Regions from separate parts of the Macaca mulatta genome. Here region 1 is linked to region 2. A link is a contact called in public Hi-C data. All regions are on one chromosome and are shown on one strand. Each heading gives the region's core, a stretch centred on a gene start, on an enhancer-like site or on the middle of the called end of the contact. The rest is flanking DNA. Distances are from core to core; before and after follow the strand shown. Region 1 has its middle 190 kb from the start of MITF. Region 2 has its middle 40 kb from the start of LMOD3.

Region 1 (5,881 bases), core at 380-2,879, 500 kb before region 2:
GGAGGCAGATGTTGCAGTGAGCTGAGATCATGCCATTGCACTCCAGCCTGGGCAACAAGAGCCAAACTCCATCGCAAAAAAAACAAACAAAGTGTCTCAAACTATGGCATTGATATATCCCAGTTTCAAACATTTGTTTTTATTATCTCCATGTTTGCATATTTTAATATCTTCTTACTCTGATTCTCATAAAATTATTGCTTTCAAGAATGTGTTGACTCCAATTAAAGTCCTTAAAATAAATCAGACTGTGTAGACTAAGGTCTTGTTAGACACCATTAATGAAAAGTTTGCTCTGGGAAATGTGCATTTTATTTGGTTTTCCAGATTCCTATTCCTTAAGAGTAAAAAGTAATTAAAAAGCTAAAGAAGTGCTTCTGGGGTAGAATCTTGTAGTATAAATGCATTTAAACATATATGCTTTCTTTAGATATTAAGTGGCAGCCACGTGTCAGGAACCTTACATTGGTTAACTCTTGCAACCCTCATAACAATACAGTAAAGCAGGATTTAATTCTCTGTTACAGGTGAGAAATTGAAGTCTTTGACAACTTCTAATGCAATTTCTTCCCTAAGATTATACAGCTGGTGCAGAGAAAAATCAAGATTTAAAGTCAAATAAATCTTGTGTATTTCCAAACTGATGCTTTCTCCACTATATTTCTTTAATAGAAGAATGAATAAAAATACATTTTAAATTCTATCGTGATATTTCCACCTCAGCATTATTGACATTTTGGGCCAGATAGTTTGTTGTTGTGGAGGCTGCCCTGTGCATTGGAGGATGCTCAGCAGCATCTCTGGCCTCCACCTGCTAGATGCCAGCAGCATCCCCCACTTACAACCACCCAAAATATCTCCAGATAGTGCCAAAGGCCTGTGGGGAGCAAAATAATCTCTGGCTAAGAGCCATGTACTAAATCATATTCACATTTTTCAGGAGCAAAAATGATCAGTTTTGAATTTTCATAAATATGATGTAAGGAATTTCCCAAATAAAGCCTGCTGGAAAAAGTCTATGGGTATGTCAACATGAAACAAGTAGAACCAGATATTAGAGATTTGACAATAATTGGTCTGCTGCAGACAGCACAATGAGGTAATTTAGACTCCAGAGCGGCCACCTGCCAACTTTCTCCTTCACTCACCGCCCTGCCTCTGGAATAATAGCACTAAAAGAAGAGCTATGTCATATTTATACAAGGAAAGAAGACTTTTCATTATAACATAAAGGATAGCACAGTCCTCCAGAAACATTAAATCAAAGGAGACAAAAACCCAGAAAAGCAGTCAGCCAGTGAACAACTTTTTATAAGTGCCAACTCCATGGTGGTCATTGTTCTAGACCCTGGGGATACCTCAAGGAAAAATAAACAATAGACTCCTTTATGAAGTTTGAAGTCTAATGAGGAATACAGACATTACGCAAAAAAATTACAAGCATGTTTAATTAAACAATTACACGTATGCCCAGGCCTGCAAAGTACTCATCTTTGTTCTATTTTTTGATGCCAGGCCAAAAAGCACACTTGATCACTATGCTTATTATTAAGCTATTATCTCTGAGTTCCAAATCCATCTCTCTGTATTCTGTCCTCGAGTTACACACAAACTACATTTCCCAGGTGCCTTTGTCAGGGGCCTTCCTGTTGGATCCAGTTAATGGGATGCATAGAGGAAGCTTGGAAGTCAAGCAAAAGCGAGAAGGAAGTAGGAGGCCTTAGAGAAGGGATTTCCTTCTGCCCGCTTGGTTAAGAAGTTGCACCAGCCCAGCAGCAGCAACTGGCTCCAGGCTCCAGCCCCTTCCAGGAGCAGTCTCAGGCCCCCTCAAAGAAGCCCTCACAGAGTTGTTCCCTCATTTCTAAGCTCCTAAAACACTAACAACTTCAAACTTCCCCTTTGTTTCACCAGCTCTAGGGGTGAAAATTGGATTGTCTAAGTGTCTACAGTTTTTGCTTTTTTTTTTTTTTTTTGAGGCAGAGTCTTGCTCTGTTGCCCAAGCTGGAGTGCAGTGGTACAATCGCAGCTCACTGCAGACTCCACGTCCTGAGTTCAAGAGATTTTCGTGCCTCAGCCTCCCGAGTAGCTGGGATTACAGGCACCTGCCATCATGCCAGGCTAATTTTTGTATTTTTAGTAGAGACAGGGTTGCGCCATATTAGCCAGGTTGGTCTTGAACTCCTGACCTCAGGTGATATGCCTGCCTCAGCCTCCCAAAATGCTGGGATTACAGGCAGGAGCCACTGCCCCGGCCCACTTTTTGCTTTTTAAGTTCTTCGGCATCTGTATACTAAAACCCTATACTAAATCTCCTCTATTAAAACACCTAGTACGTTTTCTGTTTTCCTGCCTGACATATGATTTCACTCTGAGCCTAGCTGTATCCAAAAAGTAGAAGCACAGATATTCTTTCTGTTAACAAAGGCAGGAGAAGGTATTGGCTTTGGCTTTAGTATTTAAGAGGGCAACTTCAAAAGACAGAATCGGTAGAAAATGGCAACACTTGTCTGGGGACAAAGCAGCAACCAGGACAAAGTCCCTGCCCTAGCAAAGCTCATTATCTAGTGGGAGGACCCAGAAAATAATCAAAGACACAAATAATGTCACATGGTTGGGCAGGGTGTATTAGTGTCCTGTGGCTGCTGTAATGAATTACCACAAACTGGGTGGATTACAGCAACAGAAAAGTATTCTTTCACAGTTCTGGAGGCAAGAAGTCTGAATTAGGGAGTCATCAGGGCCATGCACCCTCTTTCCTTGCCTTTTCCAGCTTCTGGTGGCTCCAGCTGTTTCTTGGTTTCTGGCCACATAACTCCAATCTCTGCTTCACCTTCACATCGCCTTCTCCTCTTTGTGTCTCTTGTAAGGATACTTGCCATGGGACCATTAGGGCCACCTCATTAATCCAAGATGATTTTATTTTGAGATCCTTAGCTTAATCTGCAAAAACTTTTTTTTTTTTTTTTTTTCCAAAAGAAGATTACATTCACAAGTTCCAGGGATTAAGATGTGGACATATCTTTTGGGGGACCACATTCAACGTGCTATCCACAGTAAGGAAGCAGAATGGTGGAGGCCAGTGTAAGGTGAACAGTTTTATGTAAGGTGGTCAGGCTGAGTCTCCGTGAGCACAAGAAGCAGCCATGGGGATATGGGAAGAGCTTTTCAGGCAGAGGGAGGAGCAAGTGCTGAGGACCTGGTCTTCTTCCACTCTTCTGCTTTCCCACTGCACCTTAAATTCAGCATCTGTTTCTGCCTCGTGGCTTTTTGCACTTTCCTTTTGCTGTTTCCTCTGCGTGGAACTCTTTTGCCTGGGTCTTACAAAAGTGGTCCCTTCTTAGCATCCAGATCTCTGTTTAAAGGTGGTGCAGGCCTCTAATTCCAGCTCCTTGGGAGGCTAAGGCAGGAGCATCACTTGAGGTTAGGAGTTCAAGGCTAGCCTGAGCAACATAATGAGATCCTGCCTCCAAAAAAAAAAAAAAAAAAAAAAACCAAAAACCAAAAAACTGACCATGCCCTGCTTCCCACCCTCAAAGCCCATGTCTGACTTCAGCCAAAGCTGAAGTGGACTTTTTGTACCCCCAACCTCGCCTTGTGCCTGCAGTGCCTGCAGCATCCAAGCTTGCACCTCCTCCTTCCTCTTTCTGTGTCAGGGCTGCCTCCCTGACTCTGTGTGGATCTCTCACCCTGCTAGGAGTTAATGCCCTTGGGGTCTGGATGGGTTGATAAATGCCCCATGTTTCTCAAGAGGACAATCTGGCAAGTATTTGACATATTCCTGTCTCCTCCCTCAAGACTGTGAGTGCTGTGAGGGCAGGAACTCTCTTACTTCACATACCTAGTTGCCATCTGTTGAGTGTTCCCATGTGCTTGGTTATTTCAGTGAGTCTTTTAATAATGCGGAGTTGAAAATCCACATTTTGTAGATGAAGAATTGGAGTCTTAGTAGTCTGTTACTTCTCCAAACTCATATCTCCAGATCATCCCCAGTAAATGAAACTTAAAAGCAGGTGTTTCCGATTTCCAAATCAATGCCTTTTTCACTCCCTAATATTTGCTTTCCCTGAGTAATGAAACAGAATTTTCAACAACATCAGCCATCAAATAAAACTTGATAAATTTAGTGGGGCTGGATTTCTCTTATGAAACAGTTTTTCCTAAATAGTGAATGAGGGCCGGGCACGGTGGCTCACGACTGTAATCCCGCACTTTGGGAGGCCAAGGTGGACAGATCGCTTTGAGCTCATGAGTTCAAGACTATCCTGGGCAACATGGTGAAACACTATCTCTACAAAAAATATAAAAATTAGCCGGGTGTAGTGGTTCACACTTGTAGTCCCAGCTACTTGAGGGGCTGAGGCAGGAGGATTGCTTGAGCCCAGGAGGCAGAGGTTGCAGTGAGCCAAGATTGTGCCACTGTACTCCAGCCTGGGCGACAGAATGAGACCTTGCATAAAAAAATAAAAAAATAGTGAATGGGAATGAATGTTTATCAAGCATCTACCTCAACATTATCTAAGTTCCTCATTAACTACATAATATAAGATGTACTCTCTAAACCCTTATATTTACCTGAAAGCCCTTGATTTCACAGGAAGCATTTTCTTCTGCTTTTGATAATGGAAGATTGTTGGTAAAAATCTGAACTCATCTAAGGTCACACAGCTCAATTCCCTTCAGGAAAATCAGGCCCAATGAGGATAATAGCAATAACATCATCAGACCAATTAAAGGAGTTACACTGCAGCGGGTCAGGAGGTGCTGCCAGTCATTAAGTGATTCCCAGTAAGTCCATTCACAGGAAGTCCAAATTACACTTACTGTAGCTCTTAATTTTAGTAATAGTTTTGAACTCTGCTCTGATACTCTTACCTAAACTAATATTTACATGTATCAGGCACACTGCCTATGATTTTTACCCACTTTAAATTATCCTCACAGCAACCCCTGTGAATTGTATGCCATTAGTATCATCAGTTAACAGCAGAATCACAGAAAGTCTGAACTCTTTGGGAGTGTGGAGAGAAGTTATAGGCCACTTTTAACAACTGATGAAAGCTTAGGGATGCCTTAGGAACAAAAATGTGTATAACCACATGATACAAACTCATACACAACCCATATACTTTCAAGCGGGTGTTCATGAACTTCCTAAGTCCCTATATGAGGTTATATGTGGACCTGAAGTCAAAAAATCTTGAGTAGAAAACTCAGTGCCACCACCATCAGTAGATTGCATGGGGTCACCTAACTGATAAGGAGCCAGGTATGTTGGAACTCACATCTGTTTAAGCAGAGACTTCATTGAACACCCTATGGCATCCCAAGCGGTGACAGTCAATTCAAACCCACACACACTTAAATTAAAATAGAAAGCAAGCTCCTGTAAAGACTGCCGGATGCTAACTTTAAGGAAGATCATCGCAACTGTTAGTAAAACCCCATTAACCCTGGGGAAAGTGCATTTGCTTTCCAACTCAGGGAAGATCTGAAAGCGGGAAAAGTCCAGTCCAGAATATTCACGCCAACCCATGTGGCTGGGGCGCATCCCATAGAAGAGCAGCCAGCATGGCCATCAGGTGCAATCCTGGCTTTGCCTCCCCATCTGTGGACCCATCATCACAGGAATAGTCAACTCCTTTTGCTGTTGTGCTGTGACCCATCATCACAGGAAGAGTCAGCTCCCTTCACAGTTCTCTGTGGCCTGAACATCAGCCAAGTCCTGCGCTGCTGCCGACCATGTCTGCAGCAGATGCAGACTAGGACACACTAAAGGCTATGGTTAGCAACAGGCTCCGGGTTAGTGCTGAGCAAAGGCAAGTCTCATATTTTAGACTTGTCAGTTCTTATTAGCTCCACATGGAGTGAAGGAGGAGTGCTG
Region 2 (5,699 bases), core at 2,739-5,238:
GGGAGGTTCAGAAAGTTTAATATTCCTTTGGTTCCATGACCAAACAGTAAGTGGTAAAGCTAAAATTCAAACCTACATCTGTTTGACTCCACATCTCATGTTACTTTATTTTATTTTATTTATTTCATTTTATTTTATTTTATTGAGACAGAGTCTTGCTCTGTTGCCCAGGCTGGAGTGCAATGGCACAATGTCTGCTCAATGCAACTTCTGCCTCCTGGGTTCAAGCAATTCTTCTGCCTCAGCCTCCCTAGTAGCTGGGATTACAGGCACCCGCCACCATGCCCAGCTAATTTTTGTATTTTTAGTAGAGATGGGGTTTCACCATGTTGGCCAGACTGGTCTCAAACTCCTGAACTTGTGATCTGCCCACCTCAGCCTCCCAAAGTGCTGGGATTACAGGCATGAGCCACCACACCTGGCCATCATGTTCTTTATTAACCATGACATTATAAAAATGCAATTGCTCACCAGGTGCAGTGGCTCATGCCTGTAATCCCAGCACTTGGGGAGGCCAAGGTAGGAGAATTGCTTGAGCCCAGAAGTTTGAGCCCAGCCCCGGCAACATAGTGAGACCCCCTCTATGGAAAAAAATAAAAACTGAGCCAGGTATGTGATGCGCACCCGTAGTTTCAGCTGTTTGGGAGGCTGAATTGGGAGATCATTTGAGCCTAAGAGGGCAGGGATGCAGTAAGCCCTGATCATGCCTCTGCACGCCAGCCTGAGTGACAGAGCAAATCCCCATCTCCAAAACAAAACAAAAGAAGCAGTTGCTCAACAACCACCTCTCTTAAATGGAAATCAATGAAAATGAAAAGGGAAGGGAAGAAACAACCAAAGTAGGCCTGGGGAGGAAGAAAGAGGGAAGGTCAAAGCGAAGGTTGGAAATCAGATCAGCAGGGTGAAAATAACCAGGGGGAGAAAAAACAGCCTAGGGTAGCCTGCATTTCATGGATTTTCAAGCTGTTCAATTGCAACACTCCTGATCAGGGCATGGCTTGAAGATATTCCTGATGTGGGGCCCATTAACACTGACTGGGTTGGAATTACCTGTGCAGACAGGCTGGAGGAAAGGAGCAGTGGTGTTTGTTTAAGAAATGTACTTGGAAGACATGAGATGTGGTTAACTAGAGGGGCATCACAGCAGCTAACCTCTTCTTCCCAACACACACAGAACTTCACCAGAGAAACCATTCTCTATGTGACCCTCCTCATTTTCAGAAGAAAATGGCCTTAGAAGAAGATCAGGGCTGGGTACAGTGGCCCAAGCCTGTAATTCCAACACTTTGGGAGGCCAAGGCAGGAAGATCACTTGAGGCCAGGAGTTTGAGACCAGCCTGGGCACTATAGCAAGGTCCTGTCTCTACAAAATAATGAAAAGGAGTTGGGTGTGGTGGCATGCCCCTGTAGTCTAAACTACTCCGGAGGCTGAGATGGGAGGATCACTAGAGACCAGGGGTTCAAGTTTACAGTGAGCTATGATCACGCCATTGCACTCCAGCCTCGGTGACAAAGTAAAACCCTGTCTCCAAAAAGAAAAAAGAGAAGATTAAGGATTGGAAAGCAATGATGAGAAAGATCTCATCAAGATACTGACAACTGGTCGGGCACAGTGGCTCATGCCTGTGATCCCAGCACTTTGGGAGGCCGAGGTGGGCGGATCACAAGGTCAGGAGATAGAGACCATCCTGGCTAACACGGTGAAACCCCGTCTCTACGAAAAAAAAAAAAAATACACAAAATTAGCTGGGCATGGTGTTGGATGCCTGTAGTCCCAGCTACTTGGGAGGCTGAGGCAGGAGAATGGCATGAATCTGGGAGGCGGAGCTTGCAGTGAGCCGAGATCGCGCCACTGTACTCCAGCCTGGGCAACAGAGCAAGATTCCATCTTAAAAAAAAAAAAAGAAAAGAAAAAAAGAAAGAATACTGACAGTCCAATACTGCGAAGGGCATTTCCAGAAGCCCTTCAATTATCATAGAAGAAGCCTCCCAGGGACTTGATAGTGGGTGTCTAAGCAGACACCCCCATCTTTATAAAGTAGTGGTTAAATATGTAGGCTTTGAAGTCATGCAGACCTGGAGACAGACTGCTGTGCTTTGAATATTTCCTGGCCTTGGTACTGGCTGGTTATATGAACTACGGGAAGTTTCCTGACTTCCCTGGGCCTCAGTTTCCTCTCTAGTACATATCTCACAAGGACATTGTGTGGGCTGAACAAGATAAGGCACGTAACCAGCTCAGCATAACATCAAGTCTCTAGAATGTACTCATAATATAAACTATTTTCTGAGGGAGAAAAGGCAGAAGATGTTGAATATTAAGATAATGTTTGGAGGATTTGCACTGCCTTAGTTTAAACACTGAAATGACAGCACTAAACTAACTCATCGTTGAGGGCTGATTCATGTCTCAGGCACTGTTGTAGGTACTGGGAACACTTTTTTTCCTATTTATTTATTTATTTATTTATGTTTATTTTATTTTATTTATTTTTTTGAGACGGAGGCTTGCTCTGTTGCCCAGGCTGGAGTGCAGTAGCACGATCTCGGCTCACCGCAACTTCTGCCTCTCGGGTTCAAGTGATTCTCCCACCTCAGCCTCCCGAGTAGCTGGGATTACAGGCATGCACCACCATACCTGGCTAATTTTTGTATTTTTAGTAGTGATGGGGTCTCATCACGTTGGCCAGGTTTGTCTCAAACTCCTGGCCTTAAGTGATCCTCCCACCTCGGCCTCCCAAAGTGTTGTGATTACAGGCTTGAGCCACCATACCCACCACTTTTTTTTTTATTTAATCTTCACAGCAAGTTTGTAATTATTAATTCCAAGCAGAAGCTCAGAAAGGTTAAGTAGTTTGCCCAAGTTACATAGCTAGAAGGTACCCAGGCCTGGATCCCAATTCACAAATGTATAAAAGAGAAACTTTGAAAAGCATGAATTTGTTCCACTCTGGAGTCCATTGTTCAGGGAGGTTGCATGCAGGTCTCACCTGAGGAATCAGACTGATCAAGGTGTTTGCCTAACAGTTCAGCTACAGCTCTTCTGCATGGTCAGGACTAGGACAAGCACTTGCGACATCCTAGGACAGCCCTGCTGCTGCCTCAAAGACAGGTCCCTACCTTTTCTATGTTCATACGAATGCAAACAAGCCAGCCAGTAGGATGGTCAGATTTAACAAATGCAAATACAGGAGGCCAGTTAAATTTGAAAAATAGCTCTAACCACCAAATTTTTGTAATTTAATTTTTTAAAAAGCTGAATATAGGACATTTAAGGCATCCTGGAAAAAAATCCATATAAGACACCAAACAAAATAATTAAAACAGGACATGTCCTGTAGATACAAGACACCTGGGAAACCTGCTTGCCACCCCCCTGCTCAGAAGCAAGTAGGACAATAATAGATGTTTGAGAAACCCCAAACCCTTGATTGTAGGCTAAGCAAATCGGTGTCATATCCTTCCCATCCACAGAGAAGTCGGCCCTGCTCAATCCCAGAGCCTTTTTTCAGACTGAAAACCTTCTAGGATAGGCCCAGTGTGGTTTGTAATCATGCACAGAATATATAGAAACTCCCCTGGAAGAACACGCCTGAGAAAACCTTTTCTTTCTTCTTTGTCTTTATTTAGAAATGTGTTACAATTTTGGCTAACTGGGCACAGTTTTAAAGGTTCTTAAAACAAACATTTGGGTTCCATCATATCTACATAACATTGGTCAAGAATCCATCCATCCATCAAATCTATTTGCAGCCAATCAAAATCTCAGTCCTTTAGAACTGTGTCAAAATCCGGCAATCAACCTGTAGCCAAGGAGCTGAATATTCACAGAGAAAATCACATAAGCAAGCGGATCTATTTTTAGAGTCATGATCACCATCTCACACGGACACTCAACGCTGCTATATTTCTCATAAATATGCACTCCCATGTTACACAAGTATCTGAGAAAACCTTTTCTAAAAGTAGTTTTCTCTGGCCTAGCATTCTGGAGCTTGGTCAATGAGGACATCTAGAGGCCTGTCTGGGTTAATGCAGGCAGGAGTTGCTCAGTCTGAATTCACACTTCAACTCAACACGAGGTATACAAACAAGTTTCGGCAGCCCTGCAGAAAAAAACAAACAAAACTTAATTTCTAATGCCCAACAACTCCATTTACTAGCTATTTCTTCTAGGGGAAGTAGCTTAAATTTTAAAAAATACCACTTTTTATAAAATGGAAATAATTGTAACAATCTCATAGAATTTTAAGGATTCAATAAAATGATGTACTTCAGGAGCTTAGCACAGTGCCTGGGACAAAGTGAGCCCTTATAAGTGTTTGTTGTCCTTATTGTTTCTAATGGGATACTACAAAGAAATGGAATATAAGAGAGTTAATAACATTTAACATTGTTTAATTTAAATATTAATTAAATTAAATACAAACATTAAATATTAATAATACTTAACAGTCATTGAGTGCTAAGGCCAGGCTTAGGGTTAAATGAGTGAGGTACCTGCTCACGTGCAAATTTTGAGAGTGCACCCACAAACCTGGTTGACAAGATAAATAATATTTCAATGCAATCTTTTGAAAAACTCCAACTTCATGCAATTTTTTTTCCCATGATTAAAAAAATGTTAACCCAGCACAGTAGCTCACACCTGTAATCCCAGCACTTTGGGAGGCTGAGGTGAGTGAATTGCTTGAGTCTAGGAGTTTGAGATCAGCCTGGGCAACATGGTGAAACCCCATCTCTACAAAAAAACACAAAATTTAGCTGGGCATGGTGATGTACGCATATGATCCCAGCTACTCAGGATGCTGGTGGGAGGATCACTTGAGCCTGAGAGGTTGAGGCTGCAGTCAGCCAAAATCATGCCACTGCACTCCAACCTGGGTGATAGAGCCAGACCTTGTCTTAAAAATAAATAAAATCGAAAAAAGTCAAAATTTTATATAAATACGAGCTTAGTATCACTGATTTTTTCATTTGGCTTCAGACGCCAATATGACTCAGAACTGCACTGCACTGAGTTAACCCTTCATCTTAAATAACCAGAGGCGACATCTTTCTCCCATCTGTAAAATAGACGCCCGTTTTACAGATGGGAGGGAGAAAGGAAGCCTGGAGGAACTGCTCATACATACTGCCCAAGGTCACATGATCAAGTCGAAATCAAGCCCAAATCAGAATGATTCTAAAGCTCATTCTTTCCCCCTTCTCTCTCACACAAACCTCTCCTTCATCATGTGACTCAGGCTACAGTTTTTCTATTCCAGGGTATAATTTTACCAGTGCTGTATTTAGATTTGCCAGGTGAGCAGATACAAATTTAAAATGCCCAGTTAATGTGAAGCTGTGCTGGCGATGACTTTTTCCCTGAATTAAATGTTAGAAAGATATTGTCTTACTGCATTCTCCATTCCCTTTGTTGTAGAGCGTTCTCTGAACCATCAACCACAAAGTCATAGTTGGATCTGATTTTTGACCTGACATCAAATCCTGCCTTTGTGGTTAACAGACTATCTAAGGCTTAGCTACGTTACTGAGGTGGACCTATCAATAAGCCATATATAATAGTGTTTTTCACCATGTTATATGTAATAACACAGTGGTCAGTCTGCATAATCCAGAGATTTAACTGACGAAGTAGCTTTCCTTCCGTAGTTTAAAACATTTAGGCACGGGCCGGGCATGATGGCTCATGCCTG

Evidence for each region. Hi-C and Micro-C count contacts between places; a contact is called where the count stands out from the background.
Region 1: a Hi-C map of fetal cortical plate shows a contact between it and region 2, with 6 times the contacts expected there. The contact joins two enhancer-like sites. A contact is called at or near these places in 7 of 14 Hi-C or Micro-C datasets (blood, cortical neurons, fetal cortex germinal zone and 3 more).

The regions. Positions count from the first base shown.
Region 1 is chr2:133,216,454-133,222,334 of T2T-MMU8v2.0, reverse strand. No RefSeq gene overlaps it. Among named protein-coding and RNA genes, the nearest start is that of MITF, 190 kb to the left of the region's middle. Within about 2 kb of position 1,629, at least 2 of the 40 cell types and tissues checked have an H3K27ac peak or open chromatin away from gene starts, as enhancers often do. A contact at or near this core is called in fetal cortex germinal zone and fetal cortical plate, where this site is marked.
Region 2 is chr2:132,718,775-132,724,473 of T2T-MMU8v2.0, reverse strand. No RefSeq gene overlaps it. Among named protein-coding and RNA genes, the nearest start is that of LMOD3, 40 kb to the right of the region's middle. Within about 2 kb of position 3,988, at least 12 of the 40 cell types and tissues checked have an H3K27ac peak or open chromatin away from gene starts, as enhancers often do. A contact at or near this core is called in fetal cortex germinal zone and fetal cortical plate, where this site is marked.